Regions from separate parts of the Zea mays genome. Here region 1 is linked to region 2. Evidence: chromatin contacts called from public Hi-C data. All regions are on one chromosome and are shown on one strand. Each heading gives the region's core, a stretch centred on a gene start, on an enhancer-like site or on the middle of the called end of the contact. The rest is flanking DNA. Distances are from core to core; before and after follow the strand shown. Region 1 has its middle 58 kb from the start of LOC103653602. Region 2 holds the start of LOC100280215 (putative bZIP transcription factor superfamily protein).

Evidence for each region. Hi-C and Micro-C count contacts between places; a contact is called where the count stands out from the background.
Region 1: a Hi-C map of ear shows a contact between it and region 2, with 2.1 times the contacts expected there. The contact joins the enhancer-like site here to the promoter of LOC100280215 in region 2. A contact is called at or near these places in 2 of 25 Hi-C or Micro-C datasets (ear and tassel).

Annotation. Positions count from the first base shown.
Region 1 is chr4:116,030,615-116,035,220 of Zm-B73-REFERENCE-NAM-5.0, reverse strand. No RefSeq gene overlaps it. Among protein-coding and RNA genes, the nearest start is that of LOC103653602, 58 kb to the right of the region's middle. Within about 2 kb of position 3,315, at least 20 of the 20 cell types and tissues checked have an H3K27ac peak or open chromatin away from gene starts, as enhancers often do. A contact at or near this core is called in ear and tassel, where this site is marked.
Region 2 is chr4:115,237,270-115,241,714 of Zm-B73-REFERENCE-NAM-5.0, reverse strand. It overlaps LOC100280215 (putative bZIP transcription factor superfamily protein), which reads left to right and starts at 3,138. Exons shown (of 5, transcript NM_001153146.2): 1 at 3,138-3,326; 2 at 3,406-4,107. The coding sequence starts at 3,548.

The DNA.
Region 1 (4,606 bases), core at 2,066-4,565, 790 kb before region 2:
CGAACCAACCAAAATCTTATTATGAAGAGAGAGCAGCGGTGCTGCTTGTGTTTGGTACTTATGTTGAAGAAGTTGTTACCCAGACTTTGCCGGTTGCTGAGCCGAAGATACGCTCTCCCGTACTGACGAAGGTAATGATTAATTGGCTTTTTGATAATTTGGATATATTTTTATCGGTATGTTTTTACAATATTTTTGTTTTTGATATAGGAGGAGAAGGAAACTAAGGAAGAAGTTGTTGAGGTGCCTACTCAAGATGAGGTGCCTTTATCCAGCCTGGAGCCGAAGCCAGAAGCGCAGCCAAAACCAGAGGCCCACCCAAAGCCTAAATCATCTTCTGATGGCACTCCTCAAAAGGGAAAGAGGATGACCAACATTTTAAAAGTTGTTCTAAAGCCAACAAAGGTGTTGTTGCCTGCCGCGCCGAAGACCATCGGACCTCCTCACAACACACATGTTGTTGAGAGTGCGAAGGCTGAGCTAGCTGCGGAGGTGGTTGATAGTCCAACGATTAATCTTAACTTGGACAAAGCTGGTGCTTCGAAAACTTATATTATAGCCGATGCTCTTAACGAAAAAGAAAGGGAGGAAGCCAAAGGTTCTAAAGCCGAAGGTTCTAAAGAAGAAACAACTATGATGGCGGTTGAGGTGGTACCGCCTAGACGACATGAGTACATTATTCGGCACGCCTCTAGGGGAAAACTAACTGCGACCTAGATTGCCAAAGTCCAAGATTATGTCGAAGATTTGAAATACCCCTCGGGCTCGCTTTTTTACGGTGATAATGATGAGGATGATTATCTCTACTGTCTTTTGGACAATAGGGAACTTGAAGTATGCCGTGAGATGATGGACAAAATGGTTTATCTAAAGTTGGAATGCGGGCTATCTGCTACGCCGAAAGACCAACTCGCAGATTGTATGGCTTATTTGGCCTTGCAAATTATCTTTTATAGATAAAACTTTGTCTATTGTTTTTTGGACTTAACCATTGCAATATACACAGACTTATTTTGAGTAAAGCTTCGAAAGCTAAGAAAGATGCCAAAGATGAAAGCAATTGGATTGCTTGAGCATAAGATTGAAGATTAAGAAGATATGGGTCACACCCGGATTTAAGGGCCAACCCGGGTGCGAATCAAATGTGTGCTAGGATCAAGTCTCACACATTTGATGACACATGGTACAGAAACGAATGCCACATCTTTAATATATAATGGAGTTATGTACAAAATAGTTAAATAATTACATCATAAGGAGACAACGATCCAGCAGCCATAGTTGTCTGGGAGACGATGACCTAGACCTCTCACGAACATCATCACGACCTCCTTCATGCTCCTCATCTTGAAGGTACCTGTTCTGGACCTGGGGGGATGTGAGTACAGCAAGGGTGAGCTCACATACGTTCATCGGTCAACAAGTTGTGGGGAATAATGTGCATGAGCTCTCTTACGGCGGAGGCTCATGTGAAGTGTAAGGCTTACCAAGGAGAAGGTTAAAGCTGACGTTGCTTTTAAAGTTGGTCAAAGTTTTATTATCAGTTACAAAGTATAATTAAATACCAACCTAAATAAATAAGAGATCACAATTAATAATAACACCCACAATGCAATGCATATGACAAATTAAGTTTATTTCCATAAGTTAATAATGTGAGTGTTTGAGCCGCTCATGACCGTGAGCACGACTGATATACCAATTTTACACTCTACAGAGGTTGCTCATCTTTACCTACAAGTCGTGTTACCTATTTGCCACAGGGTCATGAATCCCATACATCTCTACCGAGGAGACGAGACAGGGTAGCACTATGAGGCCTTTACAAAGTTCCACTAGCTTTAGAAAACCAGCTACGGTTTCTGAGAAGGGCGATATAGGAATCACTCGTTCGAAAAGCCATCGTAGCATGATCGACCCAAGAACCTCCCTATACCGCAGCTCCTCTACTGCCCTTGCCCTTTTTGGGTAAGGTAGTCCTCCACTAGCTTTCCTAATTATTCAGCCAAGGGCGTCCCATACCACCCTTGTGGTAGCACTATTTTCTCGGGTGGTTCTCCATGTTCCAATTAACACAATGATCTTATTATGAACATTAATAAACCAACAATGATAGTGGAGCATGATCATAATTCAGTATAGCATTAATCCGAAAACTAGGTAGAGCAATAGCAAATCTACCCAATAGTTCATTTGTTTGCAAGGTATGGGATAAACAATACTAGGGAAACCTATTAGGTCCCATCAAATTAACTTGAGCATGTCAAAGTGATTAACATGAACATTATTGGGTAAAGTAGAGTGATCAAGGGCACAACTTGCCTTAGACTTGAGATTCTAGGTACTTCACCAAGTTGGTCTTTAGATTTCTCATGACCTCACTGCTACTCGTAGCAATACATACAAATGGGCAAGGAGTACATAAACATAACAGTACACCAAACAGGAGAAAACAATTGCGTAAGAATATTCTACGCGTTGCTACGGGATCTTAGGTTCAAGAATCACTAAAATCGGAGTTACCAATCTACCACTAATTCAACTTTTTAATCTAATTTATAACTTGATTATAGATTTATATCTTAGTTAGTTTTCAACTATGGACAGATTTACTTTGGTTAGCAAGATTAATCTACTATTCTTAGATTCAATGAATATCTAATTATAATAGCATGTGATATTTTACAAATAATGTTGTTACTGTGTAGGAAATTTTATTATGAAGCTATAGGAACTGGAAGGGAGTAATTCAGAGTTAAAACGAAGGAGATATGAATTTTCTAAGGTTCTAGATTTATTTTTATAGCAAAAACAATTTTCGGAACTACTTAATAAACATTATGGGATGTTTTGTAAAATCCGAGGACCAAACTGTTATTTCCCAGCACTACGGGGGAGGGCGAGTTTATTATAGTAAAGCCAAGGGGCTCTTTAGAAAATGTTCAGGCTGAAGGGGTATCGGTGAAGATCAGCCGTCTTATCACAATCCCGCGGTTTGAATTAGATCCAGCTTGAATCCAAACCGGTACACACTCTCGGCCATCGGATCTCCGATCGATGGCCTAGATGTTATTAAACGCGATCTAAACCCCACCACCCGCTTAGGGCTTGTTCGGTTAGCTCTCAATCCATGTGGATTGAGTGGGATTGGATGGATTTAAATCCCAAGCAAGTCAAAGTTCTTCTAAATTTTTTCCAATCCCATCCAATCCATGTATACTAGGAATAAGCGAACAAGGCCTTAAAGATCTATGGCTCGGATTGGATCCTGTTGAACCGTTACGCCTATCTGATCTGACCCGTTCATCACGCAACAACGGTCAAACAGGGTTTCTCCCCACATTGGCTGGACACCGACGGCGGCGCACGATCTAGCGCGACGGCGCCATGGCCGCAGAAACGACACCCGCAGTCTGGCGATCAAATCGTCCCTAGAAATGAGCAAAACAAAATTCACGCATACAAAAACTCGATAGGAGGTGACTTACCGGATGGCGCGGCGTGGAGGGCTCTACCCTTGGCTCGCAGCGGACCCACGGTGGATGTTTAGCTCTAGTGAGCAATTCCCCGCACTCCAGTCACCCTCGTTGCTCGATTAAGCACGGAGGACGTGCGGCCTGGTCTAACGCTCCTCCCTGCTCCCTTTGTTGGAGCACTGTGACAGCGTGTGGTAGATTCAACGGTGGCGGACCATCCTCTCTCTCTCTCTGCGCAAGCTCCTTCTTCTCCCATGGTGACTGGCTAGGCACGACTATGGCTTGGGTTCTAGGGGGTGCGGCTCAGTTGCGCTTTATACCTGTAGGCGGGAAACAAGCATCACCGGGTCGCCGTTGATCCAGGGGGCACTTCGCGGCGGCCGATTTTTGTTACGCTAGCCCGAGATTGAAGGGGAAGATGGTTCTGACGAAGATGGCCCACACGTCGATCTGTGAATGCTGACGCGTGAGCGAGCACGGGTAAGGCTGAGGGTAGGGCCCGCGGTGTCAGCGATAGGGTAATACAAAAGAGGAAACTGGTGAGATGGGCTGGTGTGGGTGCAATTGCCAGCAGAGCGGGAGGGTGGTGGGCCGACCGAGGCCATTTCGGCCCATAGCGCGGGTATGATTGTTTTCTTTTTTTCTTTTAGTTTCTTATTTCAAACTCCTATTTCAAATTTCCAATCTGAGTTTAAAGTTTTCTATTCAAGTTAGTATGCACAACATAAAACTCCAGCATGGTAAAAATATTTTATTTTAATATATAATTATCCACATGCTTCTAAACATAATTCACATACACATGTCTTATTTTAATAAGATTTTTTTTAAAAAAAATTAAAATTTAGTATTCATTACTTATTTCCTTTTAACGTGAATTATTTTAATTCAGCTATTTTTAAAGATTGCTTTAATTATATAGCTATAAAGGGGAATATACTTTAGGAAATCATTTTTCTGAAGCCTTCTGGAGAAGTCTATGAATCACCAAAATGTGATTTTGGGTGTTACAAATTCTATCCCCTTAGAAATAACCTCGTCCTCGAGATTAGTAATGAAAGGGATGTAGACAGTTTTTTTAACGTTTAGTTTTCAATTAGTTTTAATGCTCCCAAAAGTTTCTCTTCATT
Region 2 (4,445 bases), core at 1,889-4,388:
TAGCTTGCTACTGCCGGGGGCGGCAGACTTCGCCCCCCCCCGTGCCTTCTTCGCCTCGCGGAAAGGATCCCCGATCCTAACGACCGCCCGACACTTCTGTGCAGCGTCTTGACGATCCTTCTCCATCACTGTCGATACAACAACAACAATATTCCGTCCATAAGGAAAAATCTTCAAGTCACGAGCCATACGAGACGTAAATATGTCTTCGCCAGCCGCGCGGGGGATCGGAACATTCTTTGACCATCGACCACCGGTAACCTTCAGCATTCGCGCCGAAGACTCCCAAAGCTTGGGCGAAGACATCCTTCCCCCGGGGGCCGCGCACATCCCCATCAACTCCACAGCAAAACTATCAGAGACCCCCAGTCCCCCCACTGCAGTACCTATTTTTCTCTTCTTAGTGCCTGGGGCAGCTTCCTGCGAAGGGCCTTCCTCAGTCACGACCACTGGTTTCTTCCCACGGCGGTCGACGGGCACGGCAGCGTCATCCCCGGGATAGCCGCCGTACGGCAAACGATTCAACTCGAAGACCCTATTCAGGCGAACGTTGGATCCACGGATATCCCAACTCCATAGAGTCTACATCCTCGGCACATAACGCCCCACAATCCGCATAGCCCCGTCTTCCACTTCACGCACGAATGCGGCTGGATCCCGGCCACGTAGATCCAACGCGAAGGCCGGACTTCGCACTTGCTGCTCGCCCAGGGAGGGCATCTGGAGAGGGCATACTTCGCCCAACGCCCAGCCATGCGCCAAGGGCCACACTCCATAACCGATGAATTCCTCAACTAAATCGCGCCCGCTACTCATGCGGGCAGCACAACGAAGGGACCCTTCGTCGCTATCATCCTCCGCCACCTCAAACGGCGAGAACGCCACATAGTAGTGGGAGCACATCACGGCCGCCGGGAGTCCTGGGAGGTATTCGACTTCGCCTTCCGCCACATAAAACCAATAATCATACCAGTTGCCCCACTTGTTGCGGGCGCAGGGAACTAGCTCCACAACTTCCACCGAAGTCTTCCAGTCCTCGGTGTAAAGGTGCATGATCCAAACTATGCAATCTTGCTTCCAACTTTTCTCTTCTGCCAGTGCAAACAATAATTCTTGGCGAAGACCTCTACGGAGGGCTGACCGCCATACGAAGTCACTGCCCAGACATACTTCGCCAGGGCCACCACGGCATTAGGTGTCAAATGATGGATCTGCATGCCATACCTCCGTAACACCTCCACCACAAAACGATGTGCAGGTAACCGAAGGCCGACAGTAAAAAATGCCTCGAACACAATTATCTCACCCTCCGGCTCAGGAATCTCTTCCGCCCTCGGGACTCGTCCAACTCCATTCCCAAAATACCACAACTGCTGCATGTCTTGCACGTGAACCGAGGAGATCCTCGAGATGTCGAATTCCACCGTGTGGCCCAGGTGCAGCTCCACCGCCGCCAAATCACTGAAGGTACCCTCGGACGACAATTCGCCCAACGGCGTATTCGCAGCGGATGAAGAAGAAGACGGCATGGCTACGTACCGTCGGTGGCGGCGCGCGGTCTGCTTGACGCGGACCAGATCTCCGATGAACAGGAGCAAGGAGGGCAGGCGAGCGGGCGAACAGTTTCAAAATGCTAGGGTTTTGCGGCGCACAGAAAGGTAAGAGAGCCTGAGCCGCGCCGCCTCCCTTTTATACACAAGGCACGACGCTTCGGGAAGCCCACAGTCCAACAGTACCACGTCCGTCAACGGTCACATCAAAAACCCCCGTGGAACCACTTCGAGCGAGGGCAGCATCTCCACCATCTAGCGACATCTTCGGCACCAGATGACTTAGTCGAACTGGTCCCTCGGAGGGCAAATGTTGGGGCGAAGGCAAAGACGCTACCCTTCGCTCTAGGCCTTCGTCAACTCGCTGCACCAACGGAGGCAAGATGACCGGAGCGGCCCACCCTTCATCCTCTTCACTGCAAGACGAAGGCCCACGACGAAGTCTCTCCACCCCCACGTCCTCACCCGACCTGGAGGCCCACGTGGGATTCGGCCCATTGTAACAGGTCCCGCACGGACAAGCGTGTTACGGGCCTGATTTATAATAGCTTTGCTGTAATGACAGTCTGTAACCCTCCCTTATGGGAATATTCTGGGGATAATCCAGGTGCCTGAGGGCATAAACGTCCTTACATCGGGACGTTGAGCGCTCGGGCACCTATAAATACCCCCGTACAGTGCCCTTGAGAGGCTGGATTAACAGAGCAATCGTCATCTCGAGTTAAACCTTACTTGCATCCTTTCCACTCCCCCGTTGGATCAACTTGCCCAGGAGAGCAAGTTCCAACAATGGACAAGTCATAGTTGTAGGGCTTGGTGTTAAACTGTTAATTGGACTGCTTTGTGTTGTGGTCTCGTGAGCAATGGGCTGACGATGTGGGCGACTAGGTCATGTCCATGTGTTTGCGTCTAGGATGATAACTTGGCTCGCCTGTCCCACAATTTGGACCAAGCTTGTCATTAGTAAACCAAATTAGAGTGTTGGCTTACCTCGTTAAAAAATACAAACGAGCCAAGACACTAGTGAGCCGATCTGAGAAAGTTAACGAGTTTCAAGTTTTTCAAGCCCTAGATGTCATGAAAGCCTAAACTACTTTAAGAGCAACTCTAAGAGGATCTCTATATTTTTGCTAATTGATATAAATAGATTTTTTGTAAAAAATAACATCTAACAACTTATTTAAATGGTTATCCAAATATAGCCATCTTTTATTTTGTGTTTCTCGGTAGCCAAAGATAGCAGAATTTAGAAAGACTTTTGGAGATGCTAAATCTAATAGTTTTATTAGTTTAGGGCTAGTTTGGGAGCACCATTTTTCTAAGAGATTTTTATTTTCCCAAAAAAATTAGTTTATTTTCTCTTGAGAAAATATAAATCCATTAGAAAAATGGAGTTTCTAAACTAGCTCTAAAATGGTTTATAAAAATACAATTTTTTAACCAAAAGATAATGTGGACCATGCAATAGTTAGAATGAGGTTATATGCAGATGGATTTTCACCCAAAATTCCACCAGCGAAGCCGACAGCCCATGAGCCAGGACTACAGGCCCATTTCATTCCGCCGCCAACTTCAAGGCCGTTGCGTTTGCGTTCATCAACCGCGTCTGGCGACTCTTGCGTTCACGGTTCACCCGAACCACACCCGTTCCTTTCCTTTCTCCTCCCTCCCTACTCACACCCCTGAACCCTTTCACTTCGTGGCGCCGACTGCGCAACCGGCACCAACCTTCGCCAGGTTTTCGTGGGCTCTTTCACCGATACAACCATCCTCCAGGTACGTCAGCTACTTCCTTTTCTAATCTTCCTGCTGTGCGAAATCGAGCACCCCTAACCCTCCCAAAATCCTAATGCAGGCTACTTATATTCGGATCTAACCCAAAGTTGCTGTTTTTTCCATATATGAAAAGAAGAACGCAAGGGATGCTCGATTGACTCTAGTTACTTAGCAGAACCAAAAGTGGAAGGCCATCAAAGATACGAGGCTATTTTCTCTCCATGTCTCGGTCACCCCACCTCCCACCCCGCTGCCCACCGCTGGGTCCTCAGATCACTCGAAGGGATGACGGCATGTTCACGCAAAGCTGCAGGTTTCCATCTGGGGATACGTTCATTGGTGAACCACCGTGCTGGCTGGATGATCTCCTTGAAGATTCTGGGAAAGCTCCCAAGCTCCCTCCTCTCAGAAGGGCCTGCAGCGATTCTGATGCCATCTTAGATGCGCTGTCGACATTCCAGAGCCCAATTTATCCAATCGAGGAATGTGATCTAAACTCAGGTGGTGAAGCTGAGGACTTGTTGGGTGGAGTCGAAGGTGATGAAAGTGGTTCTGTGGTCGAGGCTAGCTGTTTCTATGGTCCGAATTCGCCAAGACAGAAGAGTAGGCTTACAACTTCAGAGAGTTCCATGGTAAATGCTGTGCTTGAGAATGTCCCCGGCAACCCCTTGCAGTACCTGACCATCGATGCCTGCAGTGATGTGAATGGTAATGTGGCCAATGTAACTGCTGATGCCTGTGATGCTTTTGGCCATCCTGATCAAGACAAGTCATTTAAAAGGTAAACTTAAATTTGTCAGTGAAATATCTGAAGTACTTTCTTCAAATGTTCTCTGGTTCAGAAAGTAGTGGATTCTGCCAATCGATAGCACTGTTGCTCGTTACTAAACTGGAATTCTTAGTGAAAATGCTAGAAATGTATGAATTAAAGGGCAGATGTGAACTTTGGCTCTTGCCGACAGAAAAGGAACATGAGACTCTACATCTTTGCAGAAATTAAATTAACTAATCGTGCTTCTAATTTGTGTAACACTGATAATTTTGACTTATGCCACGACCAGTACCAATGCCAGGTAGAATTTATTGTCATATGATTGCGGCAGCATAAGTAGTCGAAAT